Linked DNA regions of Drosophila melanogaster: all the other regions are linked to region 3. The links are chromatin contacts, called in public Hi-C maps. All regions are on one chromosome and are shown on one strand. The core of a region is the stretch at or near the end of the contact, and the rest is flanking DNA. Distances in the headings are between cores, read along the strand shown. Region 1 holds the start of lncRNA:CR46090 (long non-coding RNA:CR46090). Region 2 holds the start of CG12290. Region 3 holds the start of lncRNA:CR46094 (long non-coding RNA:CR46094). Region 4 holds the start of Cipc (Clock interacting protein circadian).

Region 1 (6,694 bases), core at 601-3,100, 1.2 Mb after region 3:
GGTACTACTTGGCTAAACAGACGTAATATTTTGGGTAATTAATTTGGCAGTTAAATTTAAGTTTCTGGGAAGGTCCACCCCATTGGGCCTATATATAGTGGCACATACAGCCCTACATCTCGGTACATGTATTTAGACATATTTACAATTCATACACACATACAAATGTACATATGTATGTGGGACCCAGGCGAATCCCTTAGCGAAAACAACTGGCAGCCTGAACTTTTCGCTCGTCGCTAGAAGATCGCGGCCATAAAATGGCAACAGAAACAAAAAATAAATATAAAATCACAAAAACTAAAACAGAAACAGAAAGGCGAAAAAAACGGGGGGGAAAAAACATGCAAAAACGGCGACAACTGCGCAGATGCTGAATGGAAAATGGGGATGGCACATAAAAAAGGGGAACATCGCGGGCCAGAAGAAGCAGAAAAGATCGGGAGCCAGGCACGTAAATTTAGTTTACATTATGCGCACGAAAGATACACTTGGCATAAGGGTCGCCCTGAAATCTAAATGTACTTAAAATGCATAAAACCTTGGGAAATCGTTTATTAAAAATATAATAACGTAATCATATTGTACGTTTAAAACCATTTCGGACTCCTGCAATTGGAATGACTAAAACAGTGCAAAAACAATTTTTTCTTAGCAGAAATAAAAAAAATCCTTTTTTTGCAAGTGTATGCAAAAGGCTGCCCTTATTTTAATTATACGCGCACACAGATACAAAAGTACACTCACGCACGCACACTCACACGCCGTAATCATCTCTCATTAATCATAAACTTTGAAAATAACAAGAAACAAAACGAAACGAAATGAACCAAACGAAACAATAAATAAAGCAAATTATATTTTCGCTTATTAAATATGTGCGCTATGATTTGTATAAAAAGTAGAAAAAATATACAAATTCTCTTCACAAGGAGAGTGGGAGAGTGAGAGATCGGGAGAGCCTAACGTTGACGCTGGCAGCGACGTTGACTGCGCGAGCCCCACAACTTTCATTCATTTTGCTGCTCATTTCATTCATCCCCGCGCTGTCGACGTCGCTGCCGGCGCCGCTGCTCCCCAGCGCTCTCCCGCTCTCAAATTGGGGCTCCCGCTCTCCAAGAAACACGTTCGTTTTCATTCATACTCGCCAGGCAGCAAAAAACAACAAAACTAGTTGGTTCTCGAATAATAAAACGAAGAAAAAAAAACAAAACGCAAAGACAACCAAAAAAGAATTAAAATGCAGTTGATGAATGGGGGAATGGAAATGGAATTGGGAATGGGAGTGGGGATAAGAGCCAGCGACGAGTGGATCTTGTTGCCGCTGTCTCCCCTTCTTCCACGGCCATTTGTTGTTGTTGTGGTTGCTTCCTCTGTCATTGGGGCTTGATGTTTGTTTCCTTCCTTTTTTGCGTGTGCCTGCATTGCCCCGTCGCCCCCTCCCCTCCTCCACTCCACCAGTGCTCCTCTTCCTTCTTCCTCTTCTTCTAGGCTTGTTCCTGCAAACCGGCTCTTACTCTTCTTCTTGTTCTCCGGCTTTGTCTTTGGGGCTCCTCTTTTATCGCTGCTCCAGCTTCTCATCTTCTTCTTCTTCTGTCGCTGCCCGTGGGCGCGTCGACTTTGGCTCGAAATCCAACTGCAGTCGTCGTTGCCTTTTTATACCCTGCAGTGTAGTGTAGGGTATTATGGTTTAGTTGGGATTTTGCAACCAAGTCGCTGAAATTCTAAAAAATCTTGAAAACTAACCTTAACTATACTTTTAAGAATGTTTAAACCAAATTCGTATTGAACAAAAGCCTTTGTTTTTCGAAAAATCTAATTGCCAATCTACTATTTTGTTAAATGTTTTAATACCAGCAAGGGTATCTTAACTTCAACTACAAAATGTTCTTCGCCATCCCAGTTTTGTTTTCATTGTTTTTGTGTATTTGCTTTGATTTTTAGCTGTTTGCTCTTGGACCAACTACTTATTTATTCATAATTTGAACTCCCCCCCTTCCCACCATTCCAGGCACCACCCCCTTCCAGACCCCACTCCAACACTCCACTCCACTCCCCTCCTCTTCGCCAACACTCCACGCACAATTTGTGGGCAGCTGCTGCATGTGGAAAAATGGAAAACTGGAAAACGAGTTGCCAACACACACTTGCTCGTGTTTCTGATTTTAAGTTTTTGTTTTAATTTCAGTTTTTTGTTACCTTTCAAATTTCTTGTTCACAGATCTTTTTTCCCGTCTTCTGTGGTTGTCGTTGGTGTTTTTTTTTTGGGGTTTTGGTTTTTTGTTTTTTTAGTTCGTGGAACTGCTGCGTTAACAACTTATGTTGTTGGTGTTGCGGTTGTGCTGCTTCTACAATTTTTCATTCATTCATATTCAGAGGTACATACATACATATATGTACATGTGTGTGTGTGAGTGTGTGTGGATTTGTGCGTTTGTAGTGGGCTATATCGCCTGCTTTATATTTCATATGCACGCCACTTTGTACTCACTTACTATTTGTGATTTTCGTTTTGTTTGCTTATTTTACTTGCCTTTTTATTAATACTTTTTTTTTTTATTTTCCTCTGTCTTGCCTTTTGTCGGGTTTTCGCCTGATTCTGCTTTATTCATTCATAAATTTTGATAGCCCGACGTTGATTTTTGTTGTTGTTTCGCCTGGAATTAATCGCGCGAGAACTTTTTTGATTCATTTGAATTGAGGCCTTTATGACGGTATAATTCGGTGCATTATGGCATTCGTTTTAGCACCAATGATATTTCCATATTTTTTTTTCAATTTTATGCAGCTAATGCTTGGGTAATTAGTATTCGAACTTATTGCTGATTTATGAATGCAAAATTATGAATAAAGTTAGGCTGAGTGTTAAAATTATGCCATTTATTAGTATGGTAATACGAAAAAATTACAATTTTACAATTCAAGTTGTAAATTAAGTCTAGTACATGTACATGTGCCTAATTTCTCTCTGTGTATATATTCAAATATGTAAATAGCTTACAAAAGACATAGAGACTTTATCTAATCACGTTCCCTCAACGTTTCTATTTCCATACCCATTCATTCACGGCGAAAACAATGTTATCAAAACAAAAGCGCGTTCCTCTCTTTCTATTTACACACATATGTATGTACATAAATGTACCCATTTTTTTCTGGCTGTGTAGAACGGATGTGTCTAAATTGAGTGCATCCCATGGACAAATTAGCAGCATTTATTGTAATAGTTGTAGTTGTTGCTTCTTGGGATTTTCCGAGCCGCTATAAAGCCCAGTCCATGGCTAATCAGCACGCTCCGAAATGTTGTAATGCCGCAGAGAAAGGGCGAGCATAAAAAAAGAAGCAGCAGCAGAAGAGTTAATATAGCCATAAACAACTGACCCAGCACAATAATCAGGGTGACAAAACTTATCAGGCAACCCTCTCACGCGTGCGACCTTCAGCAATTTGAACTTTACCAAACGCAAAACTCACTTTCCAATGCTCCAAACAACTTGGAGCTCAAGAAATAACCAATGAGTTGGACGAAGAACAAATATTTGTGGCTGGCTGATAAGAAGTGCTCGTTATCGGTGAAGGTGGGTGTTTTTGGGCGGCAAAGGGCAAAAAGGGGAGGGTGGTGTAGCAGACACTCTAATATTATAATGCACTTAGCCTACACCTTGAAGTATCGGAAACTAAAAAGACACAAGAAGCACTTCTCAATTGTTGGTTACCAAGGTAACAAGATGATAGGGGAATGTAAACTTACACAAATTGGTTGCATTAAATTAACTATTAGGTAAGGGTATTTGCCAGACTGATATATTAAATTGAACATTTCATTAGAGAAAAAGCAGCACAGCAAAATAAATTCTTTTCTTATCAGCTTTCTGTTTAATAATTTCTATTTTGGGATTTGCTTGTGTCGTAAAACTATTGGAATAAATGGAATATCAGTTCCTTATCAAATACACTATGTGCTGCATAAATATGAACATATACATTTAAATAAATGGTTTTTAAGTATAATAAACATTTGCGTATTTTGACTTAACTAATTGACTTTTGTTTGTTTTATTTTAAAAGCGGGAATAGTTTAATTAGTTTATCAAAACGTATTTTTTTGTTTTATACATGATTTCTACATGGCTTAGTAGCGACACCTGGCGGACAGTAGCTAGCTAAGAGTGTATTAAAATATTGCCTACTTTTAAGCGCCAATTGGAAACTGAATACACAAAAAACAATTGCATACCATGGGGAATACTTAATTAGATAAATATAACGAAATATATTTTTCAATGCTTATATATGTATATTATTTATATATTATTTTTTCGAGTATCTTAAAAAAAATCCATGTCAGGATCTAGTTTCTAATGCTTAATATATCAGCCATAATAATAACAAACGAATTAAAAATGACAGACTAAATGTAGCCTTGGATATAAAATACGAATTTTATTTAATGACCGGCTACAACAAAAAATCTGCACAATTTTTAGCATTGCCTTTAAAGTCTATCGGATTAAATAGAAACTTTAGCGCGTGCCACAAGCAAATTATTTTCTAATTTAGCCAAATGAATAAAAAGCGAATTTTTGAAATCCACTTATGCCCATTTTGGTCGCAACTCAATTAATCATAAATGCCAAATATGGAGCAAAAATACATATATCAGTGGAGAAAAGGAAACCGAAATCCCATTAGGAAATGCTGCAAGACGCGACTAACAAATATGAATCAATTAATGCAACAAAAGGCAACCTGTCCACGCACAACTACCAACCAACAACCAATAACTGACCCACACAGATGCACCACTCGCATCCAGATTAGATGTGTGGATGTTGGGGCAACAAATTGCGGCAATGGAAACCCGTTCTTGGGACAGCTTCAATTGCATTTTATGATTTACCAACCAGCCAACCGAACGAACAGCCGTACTGGAGCAATTGATAATGCAATCGATGAAAAATTGAATCATACAGGATCTCGATCCATATAAATATCTTTTTGGCAGCAGCACGAGCAGAGGAGTGGGAGAGGGGGAGTCGGGATAGGGGGCGCTGTCGATTGGGAACACCTGCCTTGTCATAATGATTGTGTCTGCACAATTTTCCAGTTGCCTGCCCCCGGACCGCGTTGCAAAGTTTTCCAGCAGAAGAAGTGCGTTTTGGTTCTATCGATCCGGGCGATCGAAGCCCGATGATCATCAATTCAAGCGTGTCCACCTGGGCTCTCTAGCTATCCATATCGCCCGCTCACATTTTATAGTCATTCTCTTGGCCAATTTAACGCTGCTGCTGCTAACCCCTTTGGCCAATTGATAATTTAACGCTTCAATTGGCCGAAAAAGAAGCAAGCTGCCTAAAACAAAGAGCCGCCATATATGTGAATTGGCCCATTGCCCATTGGTAGTGTAGTAGTCCCTATTTTCTGCCATGTCATAATTTGTTCAGCATTTTAAATTAAAGTTTTCACTCTTCTAGCGGCTCACATAATGCCTAATGGGTTTTTTGTGTCTTAATGTGTTTTCTGCAATTGTCATTTGAATTAAAAGCCGTTTCGTTGCGCTACTCTTAGCCCGAATAATGGAACTTTAAACTAAGTCCATTGGCAGATACGATCCTATTAACTGGGTTTTTTTTATGATAGAGCCATGAAGTGGCAAAGTTTATCAAGTGGAACGGTTTTTTTTTTATTAAAAGCCGATCTATCTAAGTCGGAAGTGAAATTAGGCCTTTAATAGAGCAATTTTTGGTCTAGGTATATCAATTAATTGTTCTATAAATTTATTTTCTAACTTGAATTATTTCTCAGATGAATTTATGTAACTGCCAAAATTGTACAGCTTTATTTCGCCTATCATCCCATAACTTTCGATGAAGAAGATTTTCTGATTTGTGCACTGGCCGCATCTAATCAAAGTCTATTCGAATGGTGGTCCATAAGTAAGATCCCATGTAGATTCCCAACACTTTGCCCCTTCCGCGATCAACTTTATATCTCTGAACAATGTCGGCACTGGCGCTTTTGTGTCTATTCCAACCGAAAATTCTCTAAACAAAAACAATCGATAAATTTCCATAGAAGATTGCTGCAAGTGGCACAGTGGCTGGGATTTGGGATGCGAGAATGAGCGGTTAGTTGTAGCGCCATTCGCACAGTGGGTTACCTTTGATGCCCGGCGCAATTTATCAACGGATTTTATTGAGTGTTTTCGTTGTTCGCCTGCATTCGAAATCCTCGCCGCCTGATGCTGACCATAACACCCACAATCGAATTCGAATCGCTTCGCACTGAATCGGATCTGAATTGAATTTGAATCGGAATTTGTGCGAGAATTCGGTGACTGGCACTACAATTTGTATATAGAAGCGGGAATATATTTATATAAGTAGGTACAGTGCGGTATGGAGAAAGAAATCTTCTCAGTTGGTTAGGGTTTTATCTATAATTTGGCTTATATTCAAGTATATTCATATAATTTAAAATGGAAATTTTAGCGTAAAGGAAAGAATATTATTGAAGATCTTTGAAATTCATCTAGCTTTATTTAGAACTCTGCCTCAATTACTTAGCAATAACAGACACACAGTCATGCCGCGCACTGTACTTGACTTTGTATATGGTGCGCCTTAAATCGGAAGTTAATTTATTCGAGGGTTAAGCATTTAGTTTTGTTTATTTGAAACCCGCAAGATTTGTG
Region 2 (6,904 bases), core at 2,095-4,594, 1.7 Mb before region 3:
GAAGTTCGAATAAGCTGTGCTGTCTTTGCTATTTTCCTGTGATTTCATCTGAGTAAAAACATTAAATGTTCATATGCAAGTTGCTTAGGTACATTGATTACGATCTCAACTTGGCTTGGCTTGGTTCCACTTTTCAGTTTGATATCCACCCTAAGATTATAACTCCCATCACTCTCAATCTTTGTTAATTTGACTTGTACACAGTTTTCTATTTTTTAAAAGGTACTTTGTTTTGTTTTTTGTTTTTTTCTTTTCTTTTTTTGTTAATTTAAAGCATCTCAAACTTTCTAGTTTGACTTTCTTTGTGGTTTTGTTTTTTGGCATGAGAAGCTTCTAGGACAGCATGATCTGGTCTTAAAACTCAAATTCAAACAGTTGTCTTTGTTAATTGCTAGACTTACAAATTACGAATACTGTTCTTAGAATTCTTCAGCAAGCAAGTTTAGTGTTTGTTTACCTTCCTATATGTATAGTTATCATAACCCCCCGTTTAGACCTCAGTGGGCAAACTCTGGCTCTGGCAGCCCGCCTGCAGTTTCTTGGAGCTGCGGAAGAACATGTCGAAGAGCCTGGCGCGCCGATTCTGGAACTTTTGGGGCATGGTTGGTGTTATAGCTATGTGCTCAACGATGGTGATGCCCCTCTGCAGCTTGGGGCGCTGCGGTCGTGTGGGCGGTGGAGCAACTGCCACAGTAGGTGGTGGTGTTGCCGGTGGCTGCTCATCGGAGTCCGCTGAGCCCCTGGCGCCACCGAAATTGATGATGGTGCTGCAGCTGCTGTTGGGCCTTAACGTCAAGGTCGTATGCACCGGCACTTGACTGACCAGGGAACTCTGGGGGGTGAGATACTTGCAGCTGTTGCTGCTGTACTGCGACAACTTGCTGCTGTTGCGCTGCAATTGTGCACCACTTGCAGCAGGACCTGCGGTGCCATTGGTCTTTACACTGCTGCTGCAGTTGCGCTGCAGGCCCGACGACGAATCCAGACCAAACAGCCGCTTGACTCCTCGCCTCACCCTCTTGTTCCTGTAGGCGAAGATGAATGGCGAACTGAGATTGGCCAGCAGGATCATGAAGATGGCCAGCTGGGAGGATCCGCCAAAGTTAGCAGCCGACAGTCGCGATTGCAGGAGTACCAGCAGTCCGAAGGGCAGGTACGAGACCACAAACATCACCACCACCAGGATGCTGATGCGGGCTGCTCTCGACTCCTCACGGTATTTGAATAGCGAACTGGCGTTGCTCAAACGGTGTCGCAAGGAGCTCATGTAACTCAGAGCCTTGGGGGAGGCATGAATGGCGGGTATCTGGAGGGCGTGGCCGTGTTGCTGGTGGCGCGGCGAACTGAAGTGCGGATGATGTTGCTGGTGGTGATGATGCTGTTGCTGCTGATGTTGCAGGTGCAATTGCTGCTGCTGCTGCCGCTGGGCGTGACCCAAAAGATGCGGAGAACCACACTCCTCACTGAGCGAGTCCTGGCGCAGTTCCGTGTACTTGTGGAGATTGGGCGAACTGTGCACCTGGCGTATGCCCTGCAGACGATTAGTCTCCCTCAGATCCTGCGAAGAAGTGCCCAACAGGGGCAGCTGTCTGGCGGAGTAGTTCCTCTTTATTTCACCACTGGCTGTTTGCAGAGTAAGCATAATGTTCTGATTTCTATCTGACAGTGAGTGCTCCTGTACGGGCATCAGTTGAACTCCGGCTCCACTTTCCGCATCTGAGCCACCATCATCCGAGATGGTGGGCAAAAGTACTTTCGCGGCCGAGTCCCGACGGAGACAACTGGGCGAACTCCTCGGCTGTTGGCGCTGATCAATTTGCATTTGCAGACCGCCCAAGCCCAAGCTGCTGTTGCCGCCATGCGAACTGGCCGAGGATATGGAATGCCGATGAACACACAAGCTATTGGAGAACTGGTTGGCTTGAGCCGCCTGCTGGCCAGCCGTCAGATTCAAGGCGCTCTGCAGCAGCGGCGAAGAGCCATTCTGGCGCATGCGCAGCCCATTTCCGCGCGCCTCACTGAATATCCTCCAGTACATTCCGCACACGAAGCCGAAGGGCAGGAGGATGATCACGATGAAGTAGACACTGGCGTACACCACTCCGAAAATACTATTGGTGCTGCTGATGTTGAAGTACGTGACTGCCAGGCGGCGTTGTCTGCTGAACAGGGCGTCCGCCTCAAAGTCCAAAACTCGGAAGGCGGAAAGGGCTCCAAAGAGTATGCCCACCACCCAGGTGAGTGCTATGAAGATCCAGGTTTTCACGCCCGAAATGCGACTGTGGTAGCGCAGGGGATCCGTAACGGCACACCAGGTGTCCCCCACCACGAGCAGTACTGCCAGAGCTCCCAGCGCAGCAGTCATGTCTATGGACCAACATCTCAGTTGGACGGGCGGCAAAATGGGAGCCTCCGTGGGTAAGCTCTCAAAGGCCGAGAGATTCTCTTCGTGTGTCTCGGTTTCCGTGATGACAAAGCCACCATCTCCGCGCTCATCGATGGTCAACTCGCGACAGTAGGTGGCATTGCACTTGAAGAAGGTCTCCACCGTATCGCCGTTTTCGCTGATGTTCCTTCGCACCACCACGCCGTCCTGTTCCACCAGCTGGCCATTGCGACGAAGTATCACCTGATGGTTTCCCGGCTTCGAGAAGAACTCCAGGGTCTCGGCGTTGGAAGTGGATGCCTCCGCAGACTTTCCCGGCAGTCCCAGGAACAAAGTGGGGGCCAAGATGCAGCAACCAATGAGATTGATGGCCAGCAGGTTGATCGTAAAGCGATTGGCGGTGGTCCTCAAGCCAGGCGTTATCCAAAAGGCACACAGCGCCAGCAGGTTGATCAGGAACGAGACGAGCAGCAGGGCCAGGATCAGGAGGTCTATGGCCATTCTTTATGCTGTTTTTCGATTACCACACATCACTTTACAGTTTCACAGTCACTTATGGCCTTTTATTGAATTTGGCTTTTCGGTTTTGTTTTGGCTCTGCTTATGACACAAATTTCACTCGGTAGTATATCCGCTGTCTCTCGTCTCTTCACATTTGCAGCCAAATATTTTTGGTTTTTTGTTGAATACCCTTTTTTTTGTGTTCAGTATTGTATGCGGTTTGTTTCTTGCGAACGCTTGCTAATTTACGTGCGAGATTTGTAAAAAACAATTTCTTTTTTGCTCTCAAGCAGTTGCTTTTCCACTTGTGTTTATTATGATTTTTCGTGTCTTGTCAATTGTCTTGCGACCGTCTGACTCTTGACTCAATTTTGTTCGCCGTGTATTTATCACGCGCACCGATCGGACGAGCACGATCTTCACTCCGAAGCGTTCCAAGCACAACTGTCGTGAGCGTTCGCCCCAACGCCTCCAAATATACGCGACTGCTCCACAGGCGGGTGCGAGCGAAACGGAGAAACGCCAGCGCGAGAACGGCGAGCGAAATGAGCGATCCGGAGAGCCACGAGTGCTCGAGTGTTGCTGCAGTTGCTGTTGTTGCTGCCACTGCCGTGATTTGCGATTCCCACGCTCCGACTTTGAAATTATGTTGCTGCAAGTGGCCGCTGCACTGTTGCCAGCCGGTCTTTATCACTAGTGGTTGTTGTTGCTGCTGCTGTTGTTGCTGCTGTTGTCCTAGTTCAGTGCGGCAGCAACACAAATTGTATAATCTGTTTCTTTTTTGCAATGCCAATTGCCGCCGCTTCACTTTTGCTCTGTATTACATCACTGGCTCAATGTTATAGCTGCTGCTGGTGCTACTGCTGCTCGTGCTTTTCCATTTTCCAAGACACATTTTCTTCTGGCTTCTGCACAATTTCCAATGTGCAACACAACGGCGTTCGCGCACTATTTTCTTAACCATAAAAATTGCATTTTTATTAGGCCGACTGCTGCTGTGAAATGAACAACAACAACAGCTGATGAAATTCCCACCGTCGGGCGCCAGCTGCAAGAAAAGAGCGAGAGAGAGAGGAAAAATCCAAATTAGAGCGAGACGACGCTTGGGGAGATATGTCCGTAAGATAAGGCACGGTTTTATTATTGCTGTTTTGATTGTGAAATTAAAAGCAAATAGAAATAAACGCTGGACCAAGATGATACAGCAGATTTAATCCCCGGCTACCAAAACCCGCTCGACAATGACTCAGAAAACATAACAACTCAATTTCGCAAACTAAAAAATCGGCACGCTCCCTGAATGAACATATACAAATTGGTTATCGCAAGTTTTGCGATAAGAAATAAATCCAGTTTTTTTTTTCCACTGGGGAACTGTCCAGAAGTTCGTCATGGGTACTTATAGTCAATTACCTTAAATCGCATTGGAACCACACCCACTCAGCCCTACACGCCCGCTTCACATGAAGGCTCTTGATTATAGTTAACTGTCTTTTTATAACTACGCATTATCCCATGAAGTCGGTACACAGATCGGACGACGATCAGGCGCTTACAACATGACCGGAGAATCGACTCTAATGAGCTCATCGCAAATTCTACTCGGTTCCCAGTAGTCATAAAAAGTTTGGGGCATCGAGCCAAAAGTCAATGCCACAAGGAAAGTTTTTGGTTTTTTTTTTTTTTTTTTGTTTGAGATATTTTCTTGGAAAATATGCAATAAAATATGCCATGTTGAATGTGTATTTTAAATTCCACTATTATTTATCTATATTTCCATGAAAGTTCTCAATAATATCGTAAGGCGTATAGCGCACGATGACTTTATTTTTAGCAGTGCATTTCATTACCGTTACAGTTCTATGGAACACACCAGCCGAATATTTTTTCTGTGAACACGCGACCGGAGACTGTGAAAAATCAACAGAAAAGCAATTTTCTTCTGGGCCATTTTTTTTTTTTGTGTCAGGTCTGAGCGGCGTTTGCATGCCCTACTTACGCCAGGAGATATATATTTATTAATAGCTGCGATGCCCGCAAACGAGTCGTGAAAATGCCAGAAGATGCGAAATGAATGATTGCCGATAAAGATGGCGCGTTTAATTGCTAATTTGCCCCAAGAATCGTCACGACAAGATTTATGTATTCAAATTATGCAATGTCTTAATTAAAATATATTTATGGGTCTTTGTCTTCGCAAAGATCAAGAGAAACGTTAATTTTTATTAATTGCATTCTAATTTTCTTTTTCTATCGAATTTTATCGACCACTTATCCCCTACGAGCTCAAACATCCGCCCCTAACACAAAGTCTTATCAATGTGGAGCTCGATCAACGTCCACCAGCCATCGATCATATGGCAACATGCCCGAACTTTTACATTTAACTAAAACCCATCCGAGCGGAACGGAACATCCATCCATCTACGGCGTGTGACGCTGAGTCAATAAGACCCCGACTAATTCATATTTACTTTGGGCCGATCTAAAGATCTCTCTGTGGACATTATCTATGGCATTTTAAAGTGTGAAAGCGATCTTTTAGCGGCATTTTAGGGGTGTGAATTTAACGCTCGTTTAAACGCTTCACCCTTCGCTTGATATAGCGGGTTGTGGGGTGAGGGTGAAGCGAATTCAAATTAAATCAAGGCGGAGCTTCCATTTTCCAGACTATTATCTAAGGAAGGAAGTGTGGCTTTGATTACTTATTGATAGTGGAACACAAAAGGCAATTCGAAGTTGATCAAATACGAGTGCAGGCGCTGATAATGCCCATTTATGCACTCATTGTTCTCTTTTCAGAGGGAATCGCAGTAGAATCCACTTTGTGCTCAAATTAAGAGTTTCCGCACGCATGTAGACGACTCTGGGATTCCGCGAATTTGATTTATTTGATGGGGTAGAATATATCTGTGATTTAAGATCAAAGCCGCACTGCCGGCTCTTGTCGGGGTTCTTTTTTTTTTTGCTTTCAATTTAAATGTGCACGTCTGCTGCACTTTAAACTATTCAGTGAGTTTGTTATCTTGACAAACCTAATATTAATTGATTTTAATAAAAGTGCCACTATGAAAAGTTAGCAAAATCTCAAATAATTATAAATGACATCATAAAGATAAAAAGGCGCCGAGTGAATGTAGCATGTATATATTAAATCTATTTAAACAATTATTATTCATATATCATTAGGCTTATAAGTCATTCTACCCTTAATTTGGCCCTGTTGCCAACAATGTGGTCAGCGACAATTGCATCGAGATTTGTCTGGACAGGTGTTTGCAGTTCCGTCTGGGGGTGTGTATACTTTACCCACACCTAGCTATCCGATTGTGAGTATCTGTGGGGTCGAGTTCCGAGTATCCGAGTATCTGAGCTCGTCTGTTTGATCGCCGTCCGATGATCGGGTTAAGAATTTGCACCGGCTGGATAATGCACTCATTTGCATGACTCGACGTAAAGATAAACTTAAAATATGAGTAAACGTAAGCGGGACCGTAGTTCGCTACTCTGAAATAATACCCGGGAACAAAGTGCCAGTGATATTTATATGTTTACTGCCCGGCCAATAACTTATTCACCCTGCTGACCAACTGAGGAGGCTGGTCTTTCGACCATCGCTGAGGGGACTCACAGGGCACGTGATCTGGTTAATCGAGGAGCATGAATAACATGGAGTCCGAGATAAAGTCAAAACAGAGTGATTCCCAGACCAGCACAAAGAGTCGATCCATCTGAGCCAGTCTATGTAAAAGCCGGTTTTTTACCGCTTTTGTTTCGACTTCGTACCTTACTTCGCGCTCATATGTGACGTCACTCTTGACGTGAGCTTTTTTGTATGCGTTTCGAGTGCTCGACTCTGAAAAATATTTAAATAAAGTTTTTTGCACTCACAGACGGACTTCAGCCTGCCCCATAAGAGATTGCACGTGTTTATCGGGAAAATTGAAGCACTTAAGCCCCATAAGACCATAAAAAATCATATAAATGATATTTAACCCATATTTGTTGCCTAACTGA
Region 3 (6,444 bases), core at 2,461-4,960:
TCTAGGCATTCCGCCGCCAGAGGCTGACACAGTTATCGAGTGCAATCCGGACAGGTCGGTTGTGTTCCGCGCTCCTCGTTATTCGTTGTTCGTCCTTCGCGTCGCGTCGCGTTTTCCGGTTTGTTAGGTTCCCTTTTTGCTTTTCTGTTGCCTAATCCTTAGGATCTTCGGATCGAGTTAGTGGAGCATTGCTTTAAGTCGAAGTCTTCGCCTTCAACGATTTGCGCACGCATCGTCTACTCACGTTAATCGCATTTAGAGCAGTGTTTTTATAAAAAATCCCAATCGTTTTTATACATTCAAGTAAGTGGAGATTGTAAGAAATTTTAAATAAGTTACATGGCGAAATGGTTGAAGTAACATTTCTTGTTCCCCCATCTATGCCAATAATCCTTTATTGTCACTACGCTTGGAAATGGAGTAAATCCGTGTCGGCATCTGCCGCCTTTAACCTTGTCAGTAGTGCTATCCATTAATTGCGCCAGCCAGATAGCAGCCGGCAATTTATTTATCTGTCTATATGTACAGTATATATACATTCATATATAGAGACACGATCCATGTCTCGCTGCCTTGTTGCTAAACTGCAAATACTTGCAGGCGGCAGACAGAGTGCAACCATTTTATATCTGCCCGTCTGCAGTTCTCTTTGTTTCGCTTTGGATTTGGTATAATTTCAACAACTTCCGCATTGTCAAACATATAGCATGCATGCTATATATGCGAATATTAATGAGCATATATATCTATATATATATATTATATATATTACATGCTATCGCCGACGTCGTCTGCAACCATTGAACCAAACAGCTAAAAGTTATTAATATAGAAAACTAAATATTTCGCTATTCTCCATTAGTGTGCCTAACTCATTTCGCACTTTGTTCTTTCCATGTATAAATGCAAATTACATTTAGCTTTGATATTTAAATACGGTTTTCTTTGTTTCCATTTGCAGGTTGGCATTTAAATAGTGCATTGCATTTTGAAAAATTGCCAAAGTAATTAGTGAGGTAAGTTTTGATGCTACGATTTCTTGGGTACCTTAATTATTGTAAACATAAGTCATGAATATATAAACACATATTTCATTCGTTGACAACTTAATTTATTAAATTGATTATATTTAGACTTGAGCTTTTTGTCCATGGTTATTTATACTTTTCCCCATGGGTGGTGACGTGCTATATTAGATAATGTCCAGTGGTCCAACCATGTTTCTCCACAAAAACCAGAAAATATAGCCATGAGTAGTAGTAGCAACTGATTGGCGATTGGCCCTGAACTTGACTTGAGTTGGTCTTCGGGAAAATAGAGTCAATGGTCTTGGCTTTTTTTTTTCTTCTAGTATACCGCCAAAATAAATGCTTAGTTGTGCTGAATGCGCTGTCAGTCTTATTTTTGTACATGTATATATTTTGTTATTATTTTTTATCAGCACACTTTGTTGTTGCTGTTGGGGCCAATGAACGTGTAGCTTGCAAATCAGCAAAAAAAAAAAAACGAGCTAAGGAAAATGGGAAAAAAATTGTTTATACAAGCTAGCAAATTGCTAAATGCTTTCCCCATCACATGCCGCGTGCATGTGAGCAAGCGTTCTATTTGAGCTACTGGTGGACGTATATAGCTCATCGAAAATCTAAAAAGTCCAGTGAAATCACGTTTAGCAAAGTGGTACGATTTTAGCAGGGATTAAATTGTGCAGCTTAGCCCTTTTTAAATGATTCTATTGATTCCATGGAAAGGAAGTTATGACTCTACTTTGACATCATCCGACGGATTATTTATTCATACTTTTTTTGATTCGCCAAAGATGGGGTAATTTAATTGATTTTCCTGGAATACTGTGAAATTCGAATCCCTTTGTTTGAACAGTTTGAACATTATTAAATGAGTGAAAATTAGTAGCGACCAAAATGGGGAGAAAGTGGAAAAGTTTTCTGGGGGTGGCCAAGAGAAAATGAGAAAACATATTGACACCCACGCATGATTCTGCGTGGTGCAGAAATGTGCCATTGTTATTTAGCCCTAGAAATGAGGTGTTGCCTCGTCTGGGGCCCCTTGTGCCAATTTCCATTTGATAAACATAAACAAATCGATACGCGTCACAACAACGTCTCCGCTGAATGTGGATGTGGATGCGGGGATGTGGGGCTGTGGGGATATCTGTAAGGACTGCATCAGTGTATAGACTTTGTGTACGCACACCAGCCGGCTAGCCCCCATAAAAACAACAACAAAAAAAGAGAGAAATAAAAAGATGGCAAAGAGAATGAACCAAAACCTTGGGGGTGGATTTTCGCCATTTTCCCGCTGCTGTGCTGGAAAATTACGACGCAGAAATGCTCGAGTTCGGAAGGACATCTCGGTGATGCCCACTCGGTTCGCCCACTTTACGCCCACTGTCCTTGACAGTCTGCGGTTGGCATTTTTGTTGTGCTTCTGCTTATTCATAACAAAAACAACATCGATTCGCGAGAAAGCCTTTCGCCGGGAAGCTTAGCGAAAGGCTTAAACCAAAGCTCTGGGCGTTGTCACATGGCCTTGTGGAAAAAGGGATACGCGGCCCAAAATCTAATTAATTAATAAGGGATTATTTATGCCTTGGCGTGCTTCCGAATTGGTCAAAATTCACAGCGAACGGAAAACTCGCGCCTATGCATAAATAAGATTGTGGATTGTGTGGGGAAACGACCATTGAAATCGCCGACGAAGGACAACGCCCACGAAAAAAAAGGAAGAAAAAAAGCTATTCAAGGTCTTCGAAGCTTTGCACTGCCTTGAACTTTGGCGCAGGAAAAGCGAAAGTGAAAGTGTGGAGCTTCGATCCCATGGAACCCGAATCGTAAAGCCCACGCATCCCTAAAGTACATATGTACATATACAAATGCATACATAGCTATGTATGTATCTAATCCCACTTTGTTACGTAGGCGGCGTCGGGTATCGGGAATATATATTGTAAATACTCAAATGCCGGCGCCCACGTCCTTGAAAATCATTCTACATGCCTCCTTGAACAGGGATAAATACAGTCGAGGTCACAAATATAACGATATGAAAATGAAAACGATATGAAAATGATATAAAACGATTTTCTATGTAAAGCTTACTTAAACGGACAATTTTATATTGAACAATTATAAATGAAATTTTGGAAATAACAAGATTTCAATTAAAAGGTTTATTTCAAAAATACTAACTAATTAACTGTACATAAATTACAATTTCTTTCTTTTGTATAAGAACTATTTTTATCTATATCCTAAATCCCTGCACTTCCGGTGCTATTATTTTCACCGCAGCTGTATATATGTACGTATAAACAATTTGTGCTTTTGTCGTGGCGGTTGAGGGTGTTAAACAGAGCGTGGGATCGGGCTGTTATCCTTGCTGCTCCCTACGTATCCTTGGCGTTCCCTCTGCAAGTTGGGTCGCAATTTCGTATTCAAGGACATGGTCGTGATTTTCTGCCACAGCAGCTACTGTATAAATAACAAATATACACATGTAACTCCGTGCGTCAGTTGGTTATTTTCCTCTCCTGTCCAGAATTTCCATTATGTGTCGCTAAAATTTAATTTAATCGAATTTGCAGACCCTTCATGTTGCCTGGTATCTTTAAGGTAATAAATTTCAGTGGGTCCTTGGAAGTTACAAAAATAAATGCAGTTTGAAGTTGGTTTATCTATGAAGAATTCTTGAATATATTAAATGTACATAAATGACATACATCACACATACATACATCATACAAGGCTATGATTGACAGTTCTGATTAATTCCGAAATGGGAATTCAGGGAAATCAGTGAATTCCTAGTATGCTTTTATCACCAGTTGAAATATAAACAAATAACGATTTTATCAGAATTCAATATAATATAAACAAAAACCCAACCTGATAAAAGCCGAGTAAAATATATCCGCTGAAGTTTCAGTTTTCCACGTTCATAATGCCAACTAAGCTGTATCGCATTACTCTTTAATGGGGCATAATTTCATCAGCTGAAAATATCCGAGAAGTTCACAGGAAACTCAGACAAATCGATCGCAGAAATGAGATACAAAAGTATCTAAAAGAATCCAAGTGATAGGCGGTGGATTCAGAAGTTGAATTGATACTGCTGTTTTTGCGATCTCTTGATTCGTTTTGTTATAAACAAACTAATAAAGATCGTGTGCAAAAAAAAGTGCAACGTCAGCGAGGAAAAACGCGCGCATTCTGCTTCTTTTATTGCTTGCAATTTTACTTAATTCTGCAATGGCAAAATACTTATAGTATTTTGTATTTTTCGATTGTTGTAAACAAGTTTATTTTTACACTGGCGAAAAATAAAATCAAATCGAAATCAAAGCGCCAGACAATTTCATAACAAAAATTTGCATAAAAAAGACCGAACGAGAACAACAACAACGGCGGCGAATGTGCAAGAAAAGGGAAAACAAGCTGAAGTAAACAACGAAAGTGACGTCAAAATAGAGGGTGATAGGAAGAGGAAACAAGAGAGGTAAGGGAAGAAGGAGAGAGTGGCGGAAAAGCTTTGTAAATGAATTTATTTAATAATCAAATGCAAAAAGCAGAAGAATAATAAAAACCAAAACAACAGACTGTACTCGAGCTTTTTGTTCCGCCTCTCTTATTCCCCTCTTCTTGCTCTCTCTCCAAAATGGAAAAGACGAAGTGAAAGAAGCAACAGACATTCGTTAGGTGTGTGAGTGGGAGAGATGGTGGGGCATGCGCTCTCATAAGCTGCGCTACTCACACCGAAAAAAATATTTAATACCAATGTGTAATTTTATTAAATGAAAACAAAAACTATCTTGGTTTTGCATACCACTTAAAAAAATATTCTTTTAATTTAATGTAGGGACCGGTTTTTTTCCGTGTTCTCTCTTCCAGCTGTACAATCAAAACAAAAGCGATTGGAGAGCTTTTGGCGCTCTGCTTTTTGGCTTTGTCGCCGAGCTTTGCACACTTTTTATCAATCGGTCAAGAACGTTTGACGAGCGCAGACCAACAAAAATAATCCAACAAAACGTTAAAGAGACTCCAGAATACAAAACCAGTGTATTGGGCAGCACATAAAAGCACACATGCACACAAAAAGTGTTATAATCAAAATAAAAGAGAGAAGGAAAACAATTAACGCGTACCGAGAAGATTGAAATAAATCAGAAAACCGAAAAACCAATAGATTTGTCATAATAGAAACAAGTTTTTTGAAATAGCCGCATTTAACGAAACGAACTAGTTTCCGAGGCAACGACATAAAAAACCATACCAATTTGCATAAATAAATAAACCAACAAACATAAACGCTGCCAAACTTGACGAATGCTTTGGAATTCGCCTACCGAATAATATAAACGTGTATATTGTTGTGTGCGTACATATATGTATATAAATTCTTATTAGAACCCCACTCCAAAACAAAAAGAACAAAAATAAAATACAGAGAGCGCAGAGAGAGCAAAAAGCCCCAAGTTTAGGCTCCGCTCTCTCTTCCATCGATCAGTTGTTCGCTTGCCGCTCAGCTGCTCGGTCGAAACCGCAAAATTGACAACAATCCGAAGCGAATAAAGTAGCTGAAAAAGCAAACAAAGCTAATCAGAATTTGTTGTAAATTTTTGCCATTAATTTAGAAGCGAGTTTCAACAAAAATTATTGAGTGCCGCAACCCGCAGTACGGAATAATACAAATAATAAATTAACACCAACTTTGTCGCCACTGATAAGATTTCTCCCCGCTTATCAAAATTCGTGTATGTAGCAAACCGAGTGTGTTTGGCTTGGTGTGCTGTGCTTCGGATGAGATATACTACAAATGTGCTTCATTATAAATAAATTTTCGTCTTAATCGCTACATGTGTGACCTAGTTAAAAAAACAACTCACACTCACGCATGAAATAACAATGAAATTTACATATAAACGTGGACCGCACCATATGCATAATAATTAATAACGAAAAGCGAAAACGAGGATGTGGATGAGGAAAAATTAAACAAAAATACAATATCAATTAATTTGTAAACACCGCGAGAGGGATTTGTTTAAACCGTGTGCATTTAATTGAAAATCTTCGAGGAAGTAATTTAAAAACGCTTTTACAACAAATCATCACAGCATCATTTTCTGACTTGTTTATACGCAACGAGGTGTAAAAACGAAAAAAAACAAATAAGGTGGGTACGAATACACATAAATAGGTGTATTAAAAAATGTTTAAATATCTTTTAAACGACAGAGGGGATGCAGAATGAAGAAGTTTAATCCAAACATAAAAATTTATATGCTATTTATATAATCGTGCTGTTCATGATAAGGATATTCTGTAAGGAATGCATGAAGGTTTAACAAGATTTATTTTACCGAGAAACATCTATTAATTGGACTAAAAATTTGATTTATGATCATGTTTGAACTTAATGGTTCAAACA
Region 4 (6,590 bases), core at 370-2,869, 1.5 Mb before region 3:
TGAACCGAAGATAATAATAATACCCAGAACTTAAGCTCATTTCGTTGCACTGTTTCTCACTGACTTGAAGTAATCGTAGTTAGGCAAATACAAAGTCTTCAGAGTGAGTAAAAAAAATAAATAAACAAACAGCTGTCGATTGTGGATCACAGCTTGAGCTTGATTCACTTTAGCTGAGCCATCGCTTCTTTTAGTACGCCGTAAAAACCAGCTGCAAAAGTGGCCCAGAAAAATCTCCCTACTTTTCTCTTCTTTCAAATCGCAGACAAAGCTCTATGATTACTTTGTGCTTATTTCAAGAATATTTCACACGATTTGACCGAACTCTTAATGGCTGATGTAAAACCAAAACATATTTACGTAAAGGAAGGAAGTACTTTTTTATCTTAGTTCTTGGAATTCGACAGCACAGAAACAAATAAAGGGCTAACACATCAACATGTTAAAGTTTTGTTTTCTTTAAGTTACACTTTGTTTCCCTTGCGAAAATTGAGTGCGTCTGGCAATATATGTAAACATTGAAAGTCCCTGAAGCCCAAAACATTATTCGAACTTTATGCTTTATATTTCCCGCGAGTATTTGAGGTATATAATAAAACAGTCGCAGAGAGCATTTATTTTTTTTTTAATTTTAATAGTAAGCCGTATTTAAATCTGGTTAACATAAGTTTGTTTCGTAATTTGTAAATTACTTTAAGTACGAGCTTTAAAGGTCACAGTTAGTGAGCTTAAGAAATCAATATTGCGCATACGCCATGTGGCCCGCCGAAATGCAGATGCAAGCGCAGCACAAGGAAGCCCAAATGCCAAAGGACACGCCATGAGTCATGTGATAAGGCCCACGGATCCTGACCTAAATTCGTCCTTCAGAAGGTGAGGCACGAAGCTTGAAAAAATCTCGCCTATACGGGGAAAGGAAATTCAGGGGGGATGCAAAAAAAAAAATACAGAGAACAGGAGGACAACCTCTCTAGTTGGCAGGAGAGCTTTCAGCATCGGAAGTCGGCTGTCAAGTGCAATTTTGTGTTTTTTTTTTTTTTTTTGGCTTTGTATTATTATTTAGCACCGCACGTGTGGCACACAAATGCTGATGCTAATGCCGGGAGATTTATGGCAAACCTTTTCGCGAGACCTGCCGACTTACCCAGACGCTGCGGGAATGATGTTGATGTCGTGTTTCTTCCGCTCTAGATACCCTTAATTTAATGCACCCTCATTGGGAATAATGAACATTATCTTTTCTTCTTATTTTCTGTATTTTTTCGTATTTGTTTTCACACGCTTTTAATCTATTCTAGGTAAGGGAACGTGTGTGTGCAAATTCGCAGACGCCAATGGCAACACGCGCGCCAAACAAAACTTTCGCTTTCGTTGCGCGTGTGGCCGTCACACCACTACACACAGCTACACTCACTCACACGCACACACACACACACACACACAGTGGCACACACGCGCGCTGGCAAACAACAAACACGGATATGCGAATACTCGAGTGCGACTGCAAAATACGTAAACGCTCGTGTTCAGCGCGAAATACAAAGCTCTCGTAGCTTTTCCAGTTTTTTGACCAAACTGCGAGACGAACACCTCGACCGCCCAAAGCAGAATGAACGCGGTCCGACGAACGAGCGTCGTTTTAATAGTAGCTCAGCGGGCACTCACTGCGCACCCCACAAAAGTGGCCAAATGTGTTAGGAAATTATTAAAAAAAAAAAAAAAGAAAAATAAATTTATTTTTGGTTAGATCATATTTTTAATCAAACATATTAAATTCTTAAAACCATATTTAACATTAAATTAGTTCTAAGTTCTAAATTTAGCAAATTTAGCCGATAAGCAACGAAATAATAAGTTGACTTTACTCGCAGAGTAATCAACAAATTACTATAGCTGGCCTTATCTACAGAAAACGGTTCAAATCATTTATTTGCACACACTCATGCTCGAGCATCCACCAAAATAAAATTATTTATAGCATCAGTGAAAAACTGTTGACACACATTCGCATTCAAAAGTCGCCAACGCATCTCAATCAATCGAAAAATGTTGCCGCAACATTGTTGCCAGCAACACGCCCCGAAAATGGGGAATCCCAGGGGAGAGCTGCTTTGCGTTTGGTTCGGGTTTGTTTTGGTCGTGCCTTTCTGGTTGCCTAAATCCGGACCCTCGGGCCAGGCCATCACCTCCCACTTCCACCCCCCTCCCCGTCGCAATAGAAGGCAATTTTGTCGCACGTGTCGGAAATTTTGTTACGGCCGATTGCTTTTGCTTCCTCTCCCTCTGCGCGATGGCTGTGAGTTTCAATGAGTTGTGTTTGCGCTGACGGGTTGCTATATATATATACACAGAGTACGGGGGAGATTCTTAAACCATAAAAAATAGATATAAATAATATAAGAAGTGTTGTTTAAAATAATAAAAGATTCATTTATTTTTGTACAATTTTAAAACCCTAAATGAAAGCTCTGTACTAACGTTCGACATTGCGAGGTCTTGCTGTACAATATGCATATATTTTTTCTGCTCGAAGACCCACTGTCTTGACAGATACATTTTCCGAGCGACCTTTCGCGCTGTTTTCGTAATGAAAAGGCAATTCAATGGCCTTTGGCTGTTGCCGGCGCAGCCGCCTGCGACACTAACGGTAAACGGGGAACGATGGCTGACTTCCGGTTTGGCTTTAATCGTCTGCTGCTGTCGTAAATGGCAGCAAAATCCGAGCAGCGAACAATAAAAGAGAAATTAGCATAACACATGAGACAACGACAACGACGCTCGTTGGAGGCCCCCTTGCGGAACCGCTTCCCCCCGATTTTGCCATGTTCTTTATGTGTGATTTTAATGGGCTCGTGGGTGTCTGGGCCATGGTCGCTTTTCTATTTCAATTGCCGACACGTGTACGCCGCGTAAAACAAAAGGAACACGACCATAAAAGCATCACGCACATGTCTGGCCATTTGCATTTTTTCCGCCCTTAAATTTCTGCACCCAAAGTGCCATTTAATTGCCATGAAGTGTAGGGGCGTGGCCACTCTTTTGCGTCAATGCAAAAGTTCCATAAACGTGGTCGTTATTATGTGGGCTGTCCATCCTATCAAGACGCCCGTTAAATAAAAGTGCGTAATCAAATCTAACGAGTATAGCCCGAACAACACGAATAATTCAACTGATTAGAAATAGACGAAAATAAACTGTACCGAAATAGCCTAAACACAACCATCTTGCCGTTGACATATTTATTGTTTTATTTTTAATTGATAATGGCATTTTAAGTGACAAATTTTATTATCTGTCCTTTAGTATTAAAATAATTGTGCCTAATTACTCCAAAAATAGCTATGTCGTGATAAAAATAAACCACAATATTGCTGGCTAAACACTTCAAAAACCGCAGATTGTATTTCAATTCTGCGGTTAATGATCGTGCGGCGAACACATTTGTTTGTCAACACTTTTACGTTCAGTGTATGCTATTGGATTGCCAAAAATAAAACATATTTGATTTGTTTTTGTCTGGGAATTTCTAGGGAACACAATTACTCAGCGGAAAAGCGGTTATCAATTGATACGGCGGTCAGCAATGATATGTTTTATTTTTAGACATTTCAGAGTATCGAATTTGCAAATGCTTTGACCGTATGTGTGTGTGGGTTGGGTGTGTGTGTGTGTATGCAAGCGTGTTCGTTGCGGTTGTGTGGGTAACAATAACAATAACAGTAACATGCGCCGACCGCTCGGTACTCATGGTGTTCGGTTTTTTATTTGGTTTTTTTGCCGGTTTTTTCTCCCGGCATGTGTCAGATTTCCAATACCCTTTAATGAGGTACTTCAATTTGTCAATGCTATTACAAAAATTAATGTGTTTTTAAAATCGATATTTTCAAGAATATCAACTAAAATTTGCAACATTCAAGGTTTTAGAGAACTTAGTTTAATACTTTAATACTTTTTTACCTAATAGAGTATATAAATAGCATTGTTCCGAATGGATATTGTTCTCAAGTTATTTCACTCCCTAGTGCCTTTTATAATTATTTTTATTCTCCGTAGTTGACTTTTGTTGTTTCCCCACACATGCCCAATGTCAAGGCCTCTTCGATACAACTGTGAAAAGTCGCCGAAAATACGCCTGTAAGTAAATTTGCATACAAATATTTGCATTATACATATGTACATATGTATGTACATAAATAGTCGCTGCTCCAAATGCAGGGTGGGAAATGGTGAAAACAAAAGGCTGCCACGCGCTTTTCTATGGGGAGCAATACGTTGGAACACAAGCCGATGGCCCCCAGCGGATCAACATACAAAAATACATATAATACCCACTGATACCGACAATTTGATAACATTTTGGCAGCGAAAACAAAGTACGCACCTGTCGCAAAACAACTGGCAGCAAAACAGGTTGTTAGTAATATTAAATTATATTTTCATTCATATTTTTAGTTAACTGAAATATATACAGCCATATCTGTAAGTGCAAAACAATGAGTATGCAACCGGAAACCACTTCACATTAATATATTTATAACCAATAACCAATAACCAATGTTATGTACGATAAATTTATACTTTATATTTTTATTATTTTTTTATAACTTTATATTTGTTAGGCACTGTTTTATTACTTAAAGGAGCCCATACATAAAAATCTAAACAGCTTTTAAAGAAAAATCATGTCAAATGGTTCATATTCGTATCTCTTAGAATAAATATGATAATTTCCCAAAAAATACCATATATATTTATTTATAAAAGAAACGATTGAACGAAAGTTGTGCATTTAAAAGTCGCGGGCTCAAGCAGTACGCAAGCAGTTGATTTGAACTTTTTTGTGGCGACCTGCTTGTACGCAGATATTCGACAAAAGCTTGGTGGGTAAACAAAGCTTTCTCTGCTAGCAAGCAGTTTTTCGCGGGAAGTTTAAAATGATTTCGAAGAATTGTTTATTCACAATAGAAGAAACATGTTTATCATAGATCCATTTTATTCAAATCAAACTTTATTCACATAAAGTTAAGAAGTTTCTTTAAAGGAGTTTAAAGTAATATAGTTGTATTGAAAAACTAACTTACATTATACATATATTGACAATTTCTATACGTTATCGCAAACGCAAGCTGATCATTTGCAAATGATTTACAAAATTTCCTGTTGCAATCACCTTGTTAAATTCTAATTACCAGATCAGCAAACCACATGATTGCCATTTGCCGCCGGGCCGTATAAAAGTCAATTGCTAAATTAAAACATTTCAATACGTAATGCTAACAACATGAAATCTGAGACTAGCTGAAGTCATTAAACCTCCTCATCGCCCTGGCGAAAATCCAAGTATCCAACCGCGTCTGAACACCCAACAAACATCAATTTCGCCGCCGGCGATGATCGAAGAAGGGGCGGGATCAGAAAAGGAGGGGCAACCCAGCGCTGCAGATCCCAGACAACAGCAATGTGAAAAACTAATCAAAGCAGAACTCATTAAGCATAGTAAAAAATTATGCTATTGTAATAAAATGGTTAAGGCGAAGCCGAAATCGCGCTGGCAATCGAATTAAACGGCCGATGGCCAAAAGGCAAACAAATTGCAGGGAAATCCCGGCCCTGCGCATCGCGCTGCAAGTTAGTTTTCATCGATAGCGAATTTATTATGCAAAGCAGAAGCGGTGAAAGATCAAAGCGCAGCGATAGCAGATAACACGCTTTGCTGTCCGTTCGCCAGCCTCCAAATGCACTTAAAGAAATTTTAACTGTAACTAAAATTGAACACAAGTTAATGATCAATGGTACTTGGTTTCCTTAGATATGCTACAAGATACCACATACCCAAATATTCGTTTTAATGAAAAATATTTTCATCCATTTCAGCCATTTAACTGGCTATAAATGCGAAAGAATTGATAAATTTGTAATTTTTATGCGAATGAAATTTTCTGTGTGCACCCACCGCTGCTTGGGGATGGGGATGATCCCCGCGATCCCAGTCCGACTAGGCAGGCGGCCCTTTTTGCCGCACAAATAGATTAGTTTCACATGGCCATGGAGCTGGGGTTTCAGGGCGCCATAATGCACACAGAGGGCCGCCAGGCGCTGGCCGCCGCAGAAGTTATGAAAAATTAATAATAATGTCGAATCGATTGATTTCAGAGTGGGCAGGGGCCGGCACCACCGCACCACCGAGCCACCATAGCAAGAGCACCACCTAGACGGCTGGTCGTCGTCGTCACCACCATCGTCGTCGTCGTCATCGTTGAAAGCCGGCCTCCGAGGATCGAGGATCTGAGGATTGTCTTGACCAAGATCCAGGCGACCCCGGGGCGTCTGCCCGGGTATCTTGTTCTCGCTCTCTTTGGGTGTGTGTGGAACTGTAACTAAATAAGAGGAATGAGATAACATAGACTAGGCGAAGCACTGCATACTCTTACTAAGCTTTTTGTACATTTCACATCTTTGATGGCTTATATCAGTAAAGATGAAGTCTGAATACCAAAAAATAAACATATTTCCTACACGAACTCTAAAAAACTCTAAATAATACGGCTCTTGTTTATTAATTTAACACATCATTTTAGTTTTACTGATAT

What was found. Hi-C and Micro-C count contacts between places; a contact is called where the count stands out from the background.
Region 1: a Hi-C map of the Kc167 cell line shows a contact between it and region 3, with 1.8 times the contacts expected there. A contact is called at or near these places in 5 of 107 Hi-C or Micro-C datasets (the Kc167 cell line, the ML-DmBG3-c2 cell line, the S2 cell line and 1 more).
Region 2: a Hi-C map of the Kc167 cell line shows a contact between it and region 3, with 2.0 times the contacts expected there.
Region 4: a Hi-C map of the Kc167 cell line shows a contact between it and region 3, with 2.0 times the contacts expected there. A contact is called at or near these places in 2 of 107 Hi-C or Micro-C datasets (the Kc167 cell line and embryo).

What each region holds. Positions count from the first base shown.
Region 1 is chr3R:23,328,959-23,335,652 of dm6, reverse strand. lncRNA:CR46090 (long non-coding RNA:CR46090) reads left to right here and starts at 1,850. Exons shown (of 1, transcript NR_133438.1): 1 at 1,850-2,149. All of the region lies in intron 3 of pnt (pointed), which reads left to right.
Region 2 is chr3R:26,226,688-26,233,591 of dm6, reverse strand. It overlaps CG12290, which reads right to left and starts at 3,344. Exons shown (of 1, transcript NM_001300611.1): 1 at 1-3,344. The coding sequence starts at 2,887. The coding sequence ends at 491. lncRNA:CR44320 (long non-coding RNA:CR44320) reads right to left here. Exons shown (of 3, transcript NR_125267.2): 3 at 3,324-3,935.
Region 3 is chr3R:24,571,036-24,577,479 of dm6, reverse strand. lncRNA:CR46094 (long non-coding RNA:CR46094) reads right to left here and starts at 3,710. Exons shown (of 1, transcript NR_133443.1): 1 at 3,176-3,710. It overlaps REPTOR (Repressed by TOR), which reads left to right. Exons shown (of 5, transcript NM_170151.2): 2 at 962-1,016.
Region 4 is chr3R:26,101,897-26,108,486 of dm6, reverse strand. It overlaps Cipc (Clock interacting protein circadian), which reads right to left and starts at 1,619. Exons shown (of 5, transcript NM_001276054.1): 1 at 1,145-1,619; 2 at 1-902.